2 separate regions of the Pan troglodytes genome follow, and region 2 is linked to region 1. Evidence: chromatin contacts called from public Hi-C data. All regions are on one chromosome and are shown on one strand. The core of a region is the stretch at or near the end of the contact, and the rest is flanking DNA. Distances in the headings are between cores, read along the strand shown. Region 1 holds the start of PCDHB15 (protocadherin beta 15). Region 2 holds the start of PCDHGB6 (protocadherin gamma subfamily B, 6).

The links. A called contact is a pair of places that touch in the nucleus more often than the background predicts.
Region 2: a Hi-C map of induced pluripotent stem cells shows a contact between it and region 1, with 2.5 times the contacts expected there. The contact joins the promoter of PCDHGB6 here to the promoter of PCDHB15 in region 1. A contact is called at or near these places in 3 of 7 Hi-C or Micro-C datasets (induced pluripotent stem cells and stem cell-derived neural progenitor cells) and 1 of 1 datasets of contacts at active chromatin or transcription factors (stem cell-derived excitatory neurons).

What each region holds. Positions count from the first base shown.
Region 1 is chr4:138,964,239-138,971,166 of NHGRI_mPanTro3-v2.0_pri, reverse strand. It overlaps PCDHB15 (protocadherin beta 15), which reads right to left and starts at 3,489. Exons shown (of 1, transcript NM_001013011.2): 1 at 830-3,489. The coding sequence starts at 3,489. The coding sequence ends at 1,126. It also overlaps the pseudogene LOC462136.
Region 2 is chr4:139,124,962-139,131,889 of NHGRI_mPanTro3-v2.0_pri, reverse strand. It overlaps PCDHGB6 (protocadherin gamma subfamily B, 6), which reads right to left and starts at 2,399. Exons shown (of 4, transcript NM_001082566.3): 1 at 1-2,399. The coding sequence starts at 2,182. The region is part of intron 2 of PCDHGA1 (protocadherin gamma subfamily A, 1); the gene reads right to left. The region is part of intron 1 of PCDHGA2 (protocadherin gamma subfamily A, 2); the gene reads right to left. The region is part of intron 1 of PCDHGA3 (protocadherin gamma subfamily A, 3); the gene reads right to left. It also overlaps PCDHGB1, PCDHGA4, PCDHGB2, PCDHGA5, PCDHGA6 and PCDHGA7, and 4 more genes.

The DNA.
Region 1 (6,928 bases), core at 2,240-4,739:
TATAACATATTCATAGGTTCTGGGGATTAGGGCAGGAACATCTTGGCGGTCATTATTTTGCATGCAATACCATTCTAGAGTATCTGCAAAGTTGAGAAGCTCCTGGAGACAGAAAAGTCCTGACAAGAGAGCAGATGTTTTTTCCTCAAATAATTCAACTCCTTCACCAACATATCCTTTAATAAATTTTGTTTAATATGAATTCTACAATGTATTTTCTTTCAAATTCCTTATGAATCAGAACAATGTTGCCATCCAAAGACAAGTAGATGGTGGCATACTGTACCATCAGAAACTCCTCTAAGCCCAGAGTTTGGAACTCAGTTAAGATTTTCCTGCTGTGGAAAGAGGAAATTGCAGGAGATGCATTACTTGGTCCTAGTGTCTATTGGCCTTATACGAACACCTTAAACACAGTAAATCTGGGTATTAGAAAGCCTGTCCAGTCCCCCAAATAGGATCATAACATTAGATAGAGATAAGGAAGAACCCATTAGTCTTTTCTATGTTAATTTACATGAGAAAGAATACACTATGCAGATATATTTTTATGAGATGACATATGTGTTTTAGAATGAAAATCTAATGCTTACAAGTGTGATCTTGAAAAGAGTAGCTTAAACTTATCCATGTTGCTCCTTATTGGAAAAAACAAAACTCCAAATATGAAGCTTGGAAGAAATTACACATGGATAAATATGAAATGATTACACCCCAAACTTTTGTCAAAAAGTCAGAGCTGTGTGAATAAGAAAAACTATAAAAAACCTTAAAATATGACTTCAAAAATCATACATTCTTATGTAGTGTCATATAGTGTGAAAGGTACTTTCAGAATTAGAGTTATGTTTATTAGGTGGGGTTAACTTTCATATTACCCTTCAGGAATGAATACTATTAATTTATTCAGAAATATGAACTTTCCTGATATAAAATATTTATAATAATACAATAATTTGAAAACTATCTAACAATCAGACCAAGGAAATGAGTAACATTACTAAAGACAACAGTAGAAATTTTTTAAAAAGTAGAATTCAAGATTACTAAAGGGTTAAAAAAAACTAAGGTGAAAAGTGAGGAAGACAAAATTAACAGACGGTAGGAAAGCTACAGATACCTACATTATTCTAGAAATTCTGATTTCCTCCTAGAGTCCTGGCTTACAATATTGGGGAATATAGGCTTCAAGAACTTGAAATCATTACTTTCAGAGCCTCCCGTCAGACACACCTCGTACTGGTAGCTCTGGGACAGAGTCCCGGTGCCGCTCACGTCCACCCGATGCCCTGGAAAGGGGCCCTCGGGCACCGAGTAGCGACCCACCGAGGCCGCCCTGCTCCTCCTGCACAGCCGCACTGCCACGAACAGGAGCACCGAGAAGAGGAAGAGCGACGACACCGAGGCCAACGCCACCACCAGGTAGACGGTAAGCGAGTCGGCCTGGGCTTGGGCCGGGGCCGCCTCTGGGAGCGGCAGGTAGGGCTGGGAGAAGCCATCCACCAGGAGCACTTGCAGCGTGGCGGTGGCCGAGCGCGGAGGCTCGCCATTGTCCTTGACCAGCACCACTAGCCTGTGCTTGGCCACGTCGCGCTCGCTCAGCAGCCTGGCGGTGCGCACCTCGCCATTGTGCGCCCACACGCCGAATAGCCCGGGCTCCGTGGCCTTGAGCAGCTGGTACGACAGCCAGGCGTTCTGGCCCGAGTCGCCGTCCACCGCCACCACCTTGGTCACCAGGTAGCCCGGCTCGGCCGCCCGGGGCACCAGCTCGGTGCAGGGCGCGGAGCCGTTCTGCAGCGGGTACAGCACGAAGGGCGAGTTGTCATTGGCGTCCAGCACCAGCACTCGCACCAGCGCCTCGCTGCTCAGCGCCGGGGAGCCGCGGTCTGTGGCGCCCACGTGGAACTCGAAAGCCTGCAGGGCCTCGTAGTCCAGCGACCTGAGGGCGAACAGGTGGCCGTTGTCTGTGTTAATGGAGACCAGGGAGGCGAGGGGCAGGTGCGGGTCCTGGGGCGGCAGCAGCGAGTAGGTGACCTGGGCGTTGGTGCCTGAGTCTCTGTCTGTGGCGCTGACGCTGCCGATGTGCAGGGCGGGGCTGTTGTTCTCGCGGACGAACAGGGTGTAGGAGGTTTGGGTGAAGGCGGGGGCGTTGTCATTGACGTCGGAGACCAGCACTGTTATGTTGTGCTGGGTTTTCAGCCTTGGAGTCCCCAAGTCTGTGATGGTGATGGTGATGTTGTACTCGGCTCTGGTCTCTCTGTCCAGCGCCCCTTCTGTTACCAGCCTGTAGAAATTCTCAACAGAAGGTTTTAGCTTAAAAGGAACATCATCCTGAATTGAGCAAATCATTTTTCCATTTTCCCCAGAGTCTCGGTCTCTAATCCTAAACAGGGCCACTTCTGTCTCTGGAGAATTCTCGGGAATAGGGCTGGTAAGTGATGAAATACTTAGTTCCGGGAAGTTATCGTTAACATCCAGCACCTTAACAGAGACAGAGCATTTTCCAGAAAGTCCCCCGCCATCAGATGCCTCTATATCTAGATCATACGAAGACATTGTCTCAAAATCTAGTTTTTTAATTAGTCGAATTTCTCCTGAAAGGCTGCTTAGCTCAAAAGGTTTGTTTATCTCCTCAGAGCTGTAATAAAGGGAGTATGATATCTCTCCATTTGTCCCAGTGTCTAAATCCCTAGCAGAGACCTTGACAACTAGGGAGCCTACTGGGCTGTTCTCTGGGACCTGCACCTCGTAGAGCGCCTGCGCAAACTCCGGGGCATTGTCATTGGCGTCCAAGACCAAGATGAGGATCTGGACGGTGCCAGATCGGGGTGGAGAGCCACCGTCCACCGCTGTCAAGGTTAATCTGAGCTCGGCCTGCTTCTCGCGATCCAGTTCTGTGTCCAGCACCAGCTCTGGGTATTTCCTGCCATCCCCTCGGGTGCGAGTGGAAACATGGAAATGAGAATTGGGAGAAATATTGTAGTTTTGAACATTATTGCTGCCCACGTCCAAGTCCCGAGCTTTTTTCAGAGGAAACACAGTCCCAAGGGAGCTAGTTTCTGGGATTTTCAGGGTGATTTCTCTTTCAGGAAATTCAGGAGAATGATCGTTTATGTCTGTCACTAGTAGTTCAGCTCGAATTACTTCCAAAGGTTTTTTCAGTAACACTTGGAAATGCATTATACAGGGCTCAGTAGGGCCACACAGCTTCTCCCGGTCCAGCTTCTCATTTAATATCAACTGCCCGGTCTGCAGATCAAGCTGCAAGCCTTGTTCGTTATCCTCAGAAACTACCCGGGCTCCCCGCTCGGCTAGCTCCCCCACTCCCAGCCCTAGGTCATTGGCCAGGTTGGCTACAAAAGAACCTCTCTCTGTTTCCTCCATCACAGAATAGCGACGGGGTTCCCAGCCTGCCAGAGTCACTTCCAGTAAAAGAAGGAGAATCAGGACTTGCCTTTGTTCGGGAAAGCGCTCCCCTGCAGGCTCCATCTTTACTTCTGTACACGCCCCTTTCAAGGAACCGGAGTCAGAGCTACTTCAGGGAGCGATGGGACAGAGGCAGTGATCGATCTGTGCGTTGATAACCTGTCCGGAAATGTAGGAGAATAGCATTCTCCGGAGACACTGGTCCGTGCTCTGCTAACAGGCTTTCCTCTTAGGCTGAAAGAGGTCTGAAGTAGCTAGTAGCATTTCATGGGCTTTTTCCTTTTCCTTTTTTTGAAGCCTTAGCCTGCAGCGCCACCATGCGTTGTCTTTGCTTCGAAACGAATTGCTACAATTGATCTATTCTCTATTCTATTAGGAGTTTGGAAATTGGGAGGAAATGATGTAATCACAATATCACGCAATGGTAATTATTAATTTCTTCATTTAAAGGAGTATTATTGGTCTCTATGTGCCAAATTATGAAATACATCAGTAAACAACCCAGACATGGTCCCCACCCTCCAGAACCTGTAATCTGGGTGTAGCGTTCTGAGGGAAATTGAGAAGTGAAAGAAGACATAATAGTGATCAGTCATCTTGTAATAATAATAACACAAAGCCATGTGATTTCTTAAAAATTTCTCAGCAAAACAAAATGAATTCTTTGATTTCTTTCAAATTCTAGACAGCCTATGTACCAGAATTGTGCTCCCATTGGTTGGATTACATCAAGAAAAAGCTACACGTTCATTCCAGTGTGATATCCTTTCTACATAAAGTCAGAGAGTTATGATTTTATGAAAATTTTAAACTGTGGAAAAATACATATGAAGGCAATTCCTATATCTCTTACTTTGCTTTTTCTCTTTTTTCTTTTCATTTTTCCTTTTTTTTTTTTTTGAGATGGGGTCTTGCTCTGTTGTCCAGGAGGGAGTGCAGTGGCACAATCACTGCTCATTGCAGCCTTGACTACCCAGGCTCAAGCAATCCCCCCACCTCAGCAACTGTAGCTGGGACCACAGTTGAGCATCACCATGCCTGGCTAATGTTTTAATTATTTGTAAAGATGAGGTCTTGCTATGTTGCCCGGGCTGGTCTCAAATTTCTGAGCTCAAGCAATCCTCCTGCCTCAGCCTCCCAAAGTGCTGGGGTTATAGGCATGAGCTGCTGTACCCAGCCCTGCCTTGTCTCCCTCGTATTTATTATCTGACGTAGTATACATGTACTTATTTAGTTGTTTCCTTTCTGTTTCAACCTCACATGTTAGAACTTCATTTTGTTCACTGCTGCATCCCCAATATCTAAAATAATCCCTGGCACATGGTAGGTGCTCAATAAATATTTGTTAAATTGATCCATTAATAAATCACAATTAATTTAAACATTCTGACAGATAGGTTCTCCTCCTACTGTAGAAGTCCCCTCTTCTTCTGGGATTCAAGTTCATTATATAAGATGGATAAACAAAGACAGCATGTTCATAAGGTAGCTATTTCCTATGCCCTTTAAATAGTAATGTGAAATAACTCAGAATGACCTAAAATGTCATTTCATTAAATGGCAAAACTACTTAGCTACCCATAAGCAAGGGATATATTATATGATAGAAAGAAAGAACATAACAAGATTATGATGATCCTAAAGATAAGGATTATGTCTCTTTTAGACACACATTTTTCATTGTCAAGGTTTTTTTTACAGTAATGTTATTATGACACTTATGATATTCAAAACTCTTATATAATAAAATTTTCTAAGAATTTCTATTAAACACTTCAAAGACTGTACCATTGGAAAGATCCTTCAGTTTTTCTCAAAATTGTATATTCTGACAAAAGCTAGTGCATGTCCCTTATAGACTACTAATATTTTACAACCTCCTTGATCCCAAATGTTGTCATACTAATATGAAAAGCCACAATAAAAACTCAATAGGAAGAAAGGTCTAACTTATCAACAATGCAAGAATATCTAAACATGCTTTTGACAACAAAAACCTCACTTAGATCTCTTAGTTAGAGGGAAATTTATTAAAGAGCACAAATTTGTCTCCAGCAACCTAAGGGAAAAAGACTTGGGAGGGACTGGAAAATCTAAAACAGGAAAATCTATGACAAGGTCATTCTTTTGGTACCTTATTTTTTTTCTTGTCTCTCAATAGATTGATGTTCTGTATTTCTTTGCAAGTGTTTAGCCAAATATGACACCACTTTCTGCTTATGTTCCTAACAAAGAGACTATGTTGTATCTGGTTCTTAAAGCCATTTTTTTTTAAACAGAGAGAATCAGATTAGGCCAGCTAGGATCATCTTATTTTTGTGTTTGAGATCACAGAAGGAGGTGGGTCATATAAAATAAATGTGGCTGCAACATTACACTTCAGCCACAGACAGGGAGAATTTTCCAGAAAAAGATCAGGTGGGCTAGATAGACACTACAAAAGGGAGCTATGATTTTAAAATCTTGAGATAATCTAATAATCACTAAAGATGCTCGTATGGCCGGGCAAGGTGGCTCACACCTGTAATGCCACACTTTGGGAGGCAGAGGCGAGTGTATCACCTGAGGTCAGGAGTTTGAGACCAGCCAAACTGGTCTGAGTTTGAGTTTGGCCAACATGGTGAAACCCCATCTCTACTAAAACAAGGAGCCTGTAATCCCAGCTACTCGGGAGGCTGAGGCAGGAGAATCGCTTGAACCGGGGAGGCGAGGTTGCAGTGAGCCCAGATCACGCCATTGCACTCCAGCCTGGGCGACAAGAGTGAAACTCTGTCTCAATAATCGTAATAATAATGCTCATATATGTTATGGAGTGAAGGTTATAAAAAGAGCAGAAAAGTCTTTAAGTTTGGGGGAAAATGTAGTCTTTCCCACTTCAAGCTATTGTGAAATAAAACGATGCAATTTTTGCAGACGCTTCTCCATTTAAAAATTCAAGACAGGTAAGCATAAGACAGAATCAATAGACTATGTACTAATAATCACTATATCATCGTTCCTGTCTTCTAAGCATCAAAAGTTTAGAAAAGCTTTCTTTAATGAAACAGAACGGAGCTGGAGTCTTCAAGTCAACAGCCTGTGATTTTGAAAAGTTGATAAATTGAACAAATATTACTTTTCATTAATGAGTAAACCTGAAAGTTGTATTCATCAAAATGGACATGATAAAAGGAGACTAAGTATGAACAAATAATCAAAGAAAATGTCTAATCTTAAGTAGGAAAATGAAATCAGCAAAATCTTAGAAAATCTATATAGCACAAAAAACATAACAGAGACTTAATATATTGATAAAGGACTAACCTTTATCCTAAATGCTCTGAGAAATCTACAGATTCTTAATTGAATCCAAAACCATTTACAAAGTTGGACTTTTCCTCCCATCATTCACAGCGCCCGGATGCTTAGGGATAACAGACTTCAGGAATTTGAATTCATTTGTCCCGGAGCCTCGCTTCAGAAACACTTCATACTTGTACCTCTGGGATAGGGTCCTGGTGTC
Region 2 (6,928 bases), core at 1,150-3,649, 160 kb before region 1:
GGAAGCAGTCCCAAGTAGTAGGGCTGAGAGAGCGTCGCAGGCGCAAGGCAATGGCCAGAATCACGGCGAGGAGGAAGAGCACTGAGATTAAGGCCAAGGCCACCACCAGGTAAAACTGCAGTTCAGCCTGGGGGTCAGAGAGTACAGGGCGGTCGCTGAGGTCTGGCAGTATCTCTTGCAAGTTGTCTGCGAAGACCAGATGCAGCGTGGCGGTGGCAGAGAGTGGCGGCTGTCCACCGTCACGCACAGCGACCAGCAGGCGCTGGCGGGCTGCGTCCCTGTCGCCTAAGGCTCGAGCCGTGCGCACCTCCCCAGTGCGCAGCCCCAGGCTGAAGAGTCCGGGCTCACTGGCCTGCAGCACGTGGTAGGACAGCCAGGCGTTGTGTCCCGAGTCGGCGTCCACCGCTACCACCTTAGTCACTAGGTAGCCGGGCTCTGCAGAGCGAGGCACCATATCGAAGAACGCGGAGCCGTCAGGACCCAGAGCTGGGTACAGCACCCGCGGTGCGTTGTCATTGCGGTCTCCCACCAACACGCGCAGGCTCACGTTGGCGCTGAGCGTGGGCGAGCCGTGGTCGCGGGCCTGCAGCGTGAGCGCGAAGGCGCGCAGCTGCTCGTGATCAAAGGCGCGCTGCGCGAACACCACCCCGCTCTGCGCGCTCACTGACACGTATGACGACACCGCCAGGGGCTCTAGGTCACTCGCCACTATAGAGTAGGAGATGTGGCCATTGAGCCCCAAATCCGGGTCAGAGGCGCTCACTTGCGCAATGGAGGCTCCTGGCGGGTTGTTCTCGGCCACGTGGACCACGTAGGACGTCTGGTCGAAAACTGGGGCGTTGTCGTTGATGTCAGCGACATACAAGGTGATGCTTCTACTGGAAGAAAGGGGCGGCTTGCCCCTGTCAGTGGCTACGATGGTGACATTGTATTCTGGTGTCTGCTCTCGGTCCAGGGCTCCATCAGTCACCAGTTTGTAGTAGTGATTGGAAGAAGAATAAATCTTGAATGGAATGTCTGTTTCTATATTACACCTGACTTCTCCATTTCCTCCGAAATCCAGATCCCGTGTTTTGAAGAGGGCAACAACCATTCCTGGAGGTGAATTCTCCAAAATCTGATCAGAGAGAGAAGTGATGATTATTTCTGGGCTGTTGTCGTTTTCATCCAGGATTTCTATGATTACTTTACACTGGGTAGAGAGACCACCTCCGTCCTTCGCTTCCACTTCCATGGTGTACCTTTCTACATCTTCAAAATCAAATGACTGGTTATTCTTAATCATACCTGTTTTCTCATCCAATGAGAACATGTGTTTTGTGCTCTGGGCAGTGCTTCGGAAGTAGTAGTTTATCTCAGCATTGACCCCCTCATCCTGGTCAGTGGCTGTCACTTGCAACACAGGGGACCCAGGGGGCAGATTTTCACTAAGACTAATTCTATATTCGTCTCTGCTGAAAACCGGGGGGTTATCATTGGTATCCTTGACAGAAATTTCTATGTGAGCGGTGGCACTTCTTGGTGGGTCCCCTCCGTCCAAGGCAGTCAATATCAAGCTATGAGATCTCTGTTCTTCCCGGTCTAGGAGTTTCTCCAGAGATAACTCTGGGTATTTGCCACCGTCGGAATTAACTCTAACCATTAATGAAAAATAAGGATTAGAGTTTATCTTATAATCTTTAATTGAGTTTATGTTTATATCAGGATCCGTGGCAGGGTCAAGCGATAGTCGTGTACCAGCGGATGCAGATTCGAAAATTTCTAAATGTATTTCCTTTTTATCAAATTGAGGGGCGTGGTCATTAACATCCTCAATCACCACAATGACATGAAAAATATTTAAAGGATTTTCCACCACAGCTTCCAATTGCAACTCACATCTTCTTCTCTCTTTGCATATTTGCTCACGGTCTATTCGGTTCTTCACAAGTAAGTCCCCGCTCTCCGCGTCTACGCTGAAGTGCAGCTTCTCCGCGCTCACTCGCAGCTTGCGAGCCGACACATCCAGGACACTGAGCCCTAGATCCTTAGCGAGGTTCCCCACCACCGAGCCCTTGGCCAGCTCCTCCGGAATCGAGTAGCGGATCGGCTCACACAGGGTGGGGTAGAAGAAAGGCAGCAGCAAAGGAAATAGCACCTGCCGCGGGCCGGCCCGGCGCCTCTGCGCGCAGCTCCCTCCCATCGTTCGCTCGGGTTCTCGCTGGGTCCCCGCTTTTCCAGTTGGAGAAAGTGCACTCTACTGCGCTAAAAGAGCATTCGGCCCAGGACAGGAGGAGTCCCGGGTCTCGGAGCTAGCGATCCGCTGTGCTGGGCAAGGTCTGCGCAGCCGGGAGCCTCTGTGTGGGAGCTGGTTTTCTTCTTTCTGTTGTTGGCTGCGCAGGGAATCCCAGGCCAGAGGCTGACGGATCCCCGGCGTCAGCGCTTGCTCTGCACTGGCCGACAGCGGCGCCCAGAGGCTCCGTGCGGGACAGCAGCCCGGTTTTTCATTTTGAATTCGGTCTCCGAAATGTATATATTCTTCGAAAATGCAGGTGTACATTCCCCTCAAATTTTGCTCTCACCATAATATTATAGTAGATATTTCTATGCTTCGTGTTTTAAATAAATCTATTATGCACAATTTCAAACTTATACAACAGTAGGGAGTATATATAGTGAACCTTCACATAGCCATCACCCCACCTTCAACAATGATCACCACAAAGCCAATCTTTGTTTAATATACACAGCGCTCCCCCATTATTTTTAAGTAATACGAGATATAGAATGTCAACCAATGCTTCTTTTTAAGATGAGACATTAAGGTCAAGAATTTTATCTTTCAGCTTATGTTCTACAATCTGTTACCAATGCACAATAAGTTAAGTCCTACATAGCCTAAGAAAAACAGAAATAAAGATTTTCCATACTCCATTCAGTCATCTGTCTGGTGAGCCTCGTGTTCTGGTTTTAAGGGCAAGAGACATTTTTGTGGTATCGAATAGTAACTACCTACCATGACATACAAGCCTTCATGGATATCTGTTATGTTTTCCCCAAATTAACACACATTTCAATATTTATAAATACTAAGTATGAAGGCTACTCCTCAGAACAGAAATTGTAACAATTTTCTTGTTGCATGGTTAAAAACATGAGCCTGAAGTATGCTTTATTTTTTTTGCTACCCGCTTAAGGGGGAAAACGTGTTTGAAATAATTAAAATGTCTGTATGTCATAAAGGATTCCCAGACACTTTAGCTTTTTTTTCTTAAAAATAAAGCAACTGAAACCCAAATAATTACAAACAAATAAAACAATTCTTCATTTCCACAGAAATGCCAGCAGTCATCAGTGTATCTATGGATCACATGTTTAGCATAGAATTTTGAGTCAACTTCAAAGCTTATTTTCAAATGTCTTGTGAAATGTTATTTACTATTTGAAACAACACTATGTTTAAAATAACATTAAATAATACATTATTCTCTTCCTTATAGCTAAAAACAGTAAAATAGTTTTAGAATCTTCCCAGCAGTTCCTGAGAATATTTTCTTAAATTATATCTGATATGCAAGTTCATTTCTAGACTCAAAAGTTGGAGAATTGAGCCAGAAATAATATATGTGAGAGAAATATTTTTAATTCCTTGTTTTGTCATTTCACAGTGTCCAGTCTTAGAAACTTCTCTTGAGCAAGCATATACTATAGAAAAGAAGAATGTCCTACTATTCTCCATAATTTAACATTAAAGCATTAGGAAATTGAGACCTTTGAAGATATGAGAATAAAAGATGTGACAACTTTCACCATTAAAGGGAAAAAATTGGTTTACTAGGGTTTGGAAGTGGATAACTAAAGTTTGAATCTTCGTCAGAAAATATCTGTAAACACAAACAGACTTTACACACTTGTGATCTGAAAAATATAACCTCAAAGAGGTGTTTTCCTGTCATAGAAATGGAAGAATAGAAGCAATAAATCTGGGCTTTCAGCTGTTTCTCTAAGAAGAATACATTTACCTTTTTATCAGTTTACCCTTACAAACATAGTATGACCTGAATAAATGATCGTAGGAGTAAGAATTTGCTGGGTGAGGTGGTTCACACCTCACCCAGTGCTTTGGGAAACTGAAGCAGGAAGATCGTTTGAGACCAGTCTGGGCAACATAGCTTGCTAGCCCTCCCACCTCAGTCCTAGCTACTGTGAAGGCTGAGGTGGGAGGATTGCATAAGCGAAGGAGGTTGAGACTGCAGTAAGCTTTACTCACACCACTGCATTCCACCCTGGACAACAGAATGACACCCCCATCTCTTAAAAAAAAAAAAGGAGTAAGAATTTTATGATATGAGTCCACTGCAACCAATGAAGCAACCCTACCCAAAAAGCCCATGTCAATGCAGGCTGAGAGCTACCCCATGAAGTATGGTTTATGTTGACAGCAGGTTAATTATGAGAACATGAAAGTTATATCAGCAAATATAACTAATAAATGCCTCCTTTCAGTGTTGGAGCAACAATTAGGCCCAGTGAAAAGTGATGAGAAACACACTAATATCAACTTATACTACCTTAAGTACAGACAGTTAAAGAGAAAGCTAACTATAATAGAAAGTTAAGGGCCAGGCGCAGTGGCTCACGCCTGTAATCCCAGTGCTTTGGGAGGCTGAGGTGGGTGGATCACTTGAGGTTAGGAATTCAAGACCAGCCTGGCCAACATGGTGACACCCCGTCTCTACTAAAAACACACAAAAAATTAGCCGGGCGTGGTGGCACGTGCCTGTAGTCCCAGTTATTCTACTTGGGAGGCCTGTAGTCCCAGCTACTCTACTCTAGTCCCAGCTACTCTACTCTAGTCCCTGCTACTCTACTTGGGAGGCTGAGGCAGGAGAATCGCTTGAACTTGGGAGGCGGAGGTTGCAATGAGCCGAGATCACACCACTGCATTCCAGCCTGGGTAACAGAGTAAGACTCTGTCTCAAAAACAAAACAAAACAAAAAACAAAAAAAGAAAAGAAAGAAAGAAAAAAAATGAACTCACCGGAACCAAAGGGGTGTCTTCTATAGGAAACTTGGAATCAACAGAGACGCACAAAGGCTCATTTTTCTCACAGCTCTGCTGGCTGATGAGTGTGTCTGCATAGTTGGGCTGGGGGAAGATCAGGTGACTCTTCCTTGAGTCAGCGGTGAGGGAGAACTCCTGAGAATAGGTCTGTAGGAAAGCTCGAACCCCATCTACACCCACAAAGTGTGAGGTGGGCACACCAGCCAACCCATCACTGGTAGCCCGCAGCAGATGCGAGGAGTGCCAGTGCCTCAGCCTGAGGGCCAGCAGCGTGATAACGAAGGTGAGGAAGACACAGGAGACGACTGCCACAGCCACAACGAGGTAGAGGGTAAGGTCTGAGGCCTCCAGGTCTGCAGGGATCTGAAGACTGCCCAGGTCAGCCAGGATGTCTGGGATGCTGTCAGCTATGGCTACTGTGAGCGTGACAGTGGCCGAGAGAGGGGGCTGGCCATGGTCCTGTACAGCCACCACAAGGCTCTGTTTGAGCGCATCTCTATCTAGCAGGGCCCGAGCTGTGCGCACTTCACCTGTGTGCAGCCCCACCGAGAAGAGCCCTGGCTCACTGGTCTTGAATAGGCGGTAGGAGAGCCAAGCATTCTGGCCTGAGTCTCTGTCCACTGCCACCACCTTGGTCACCAGGTAGCCAGGCTCTGCAGAGCGGGGTGCCAGCTCCACACCAGTAGAACCATCAGTGGGGAGGGCAGGGTACAGGATTTCCGGGGCATTGTCATTCTGGTCCAAAACAAACAGTCTCAATGACACATTGCTGCTAAGTGGTGGGCTTCCACTGTCACTTGCCATCACCTGCATTTGCAAATCTCTAAACTGCTCATAGTCAAAGGAGCACAGAGCATACAGCACGCCAGTGTCCGAGTTAATAGAGACATAGGTGGAGAGAGGAGACCCTTGGATGGTATCCTCTGCCAAGGAGTAAATAACTCTAGAATTCTCATTGCTATCAGGGTCATAGGCAATCACGGAGAAGATGGAAGTACCTCTGGCGTTGTTTTCCGGGAGGTAGACTGAGTAGGAGGCTTGAGAGAAAGCAGGTGGATTATCATTGATGTCGGTCACTTGCAGGGTGATGTGAATTTCTGTGGACAGGGGCGGAGTTCCTCTGTCTGTTGCAGTCACCGTGATATTATATTCTGAGGCTTTTTCTCGGTCAAGAATTTGAGCCGTCAACAATCTGTAATAATCTTCTTCTGAATTTTCTAATTTAAAAGATAGATTCTCCTGGATAGAACAGACAACTTGACCATTCTTCCCAGAGTCTCGGTCATGAGCATTGAAAAGAAGAATTACTGTTCCCTGAGGTGCATCTTCTCTCACTGGGCTAAACAGAGATGTAATGGTCACTTCAGGTCTATTGTCATTTACATCTTCCACCGAAATGAGCACTTTTGTCCACCCTTTCAATCCCCCACCATCTTCAGCTTGTATTTCCATTTCATAAAATGAACATTCTTCATAATCTAGACTTTTTGCTGTTGATATTTCCCCAGTATTTTCATTAAGCTGGAATAGCAGAGATTGTTTTTCATTAATTTTCCAGAATTTGTATGCCACTTTTCCGTTGATTCCCTCATCCAGGTCGCTGGCTGTTGCAGTAAGCAGCCAGGTGCCTGGGGGCACGTTCTCAAGGACTTTAACTCGGTAAATCCGTTGAGCAAAAACCGGGGCATTATCATTTGTATCCAACACTGTCACATGGATGCGCACTGTGCTGGAGCGACGCGGCTCGCCGCCATCCGAGGCCGTGAGGACCAGGTGGTGGGCAGTTGCCTCCTCCCTGTCCAGGGCGCGCTCCAGCACCAGCTCTGGGTTTATGGCTCCATTGTCTCCAGTCTGCACGTTCAGGGAGAAGTGGTGATTGGGGCT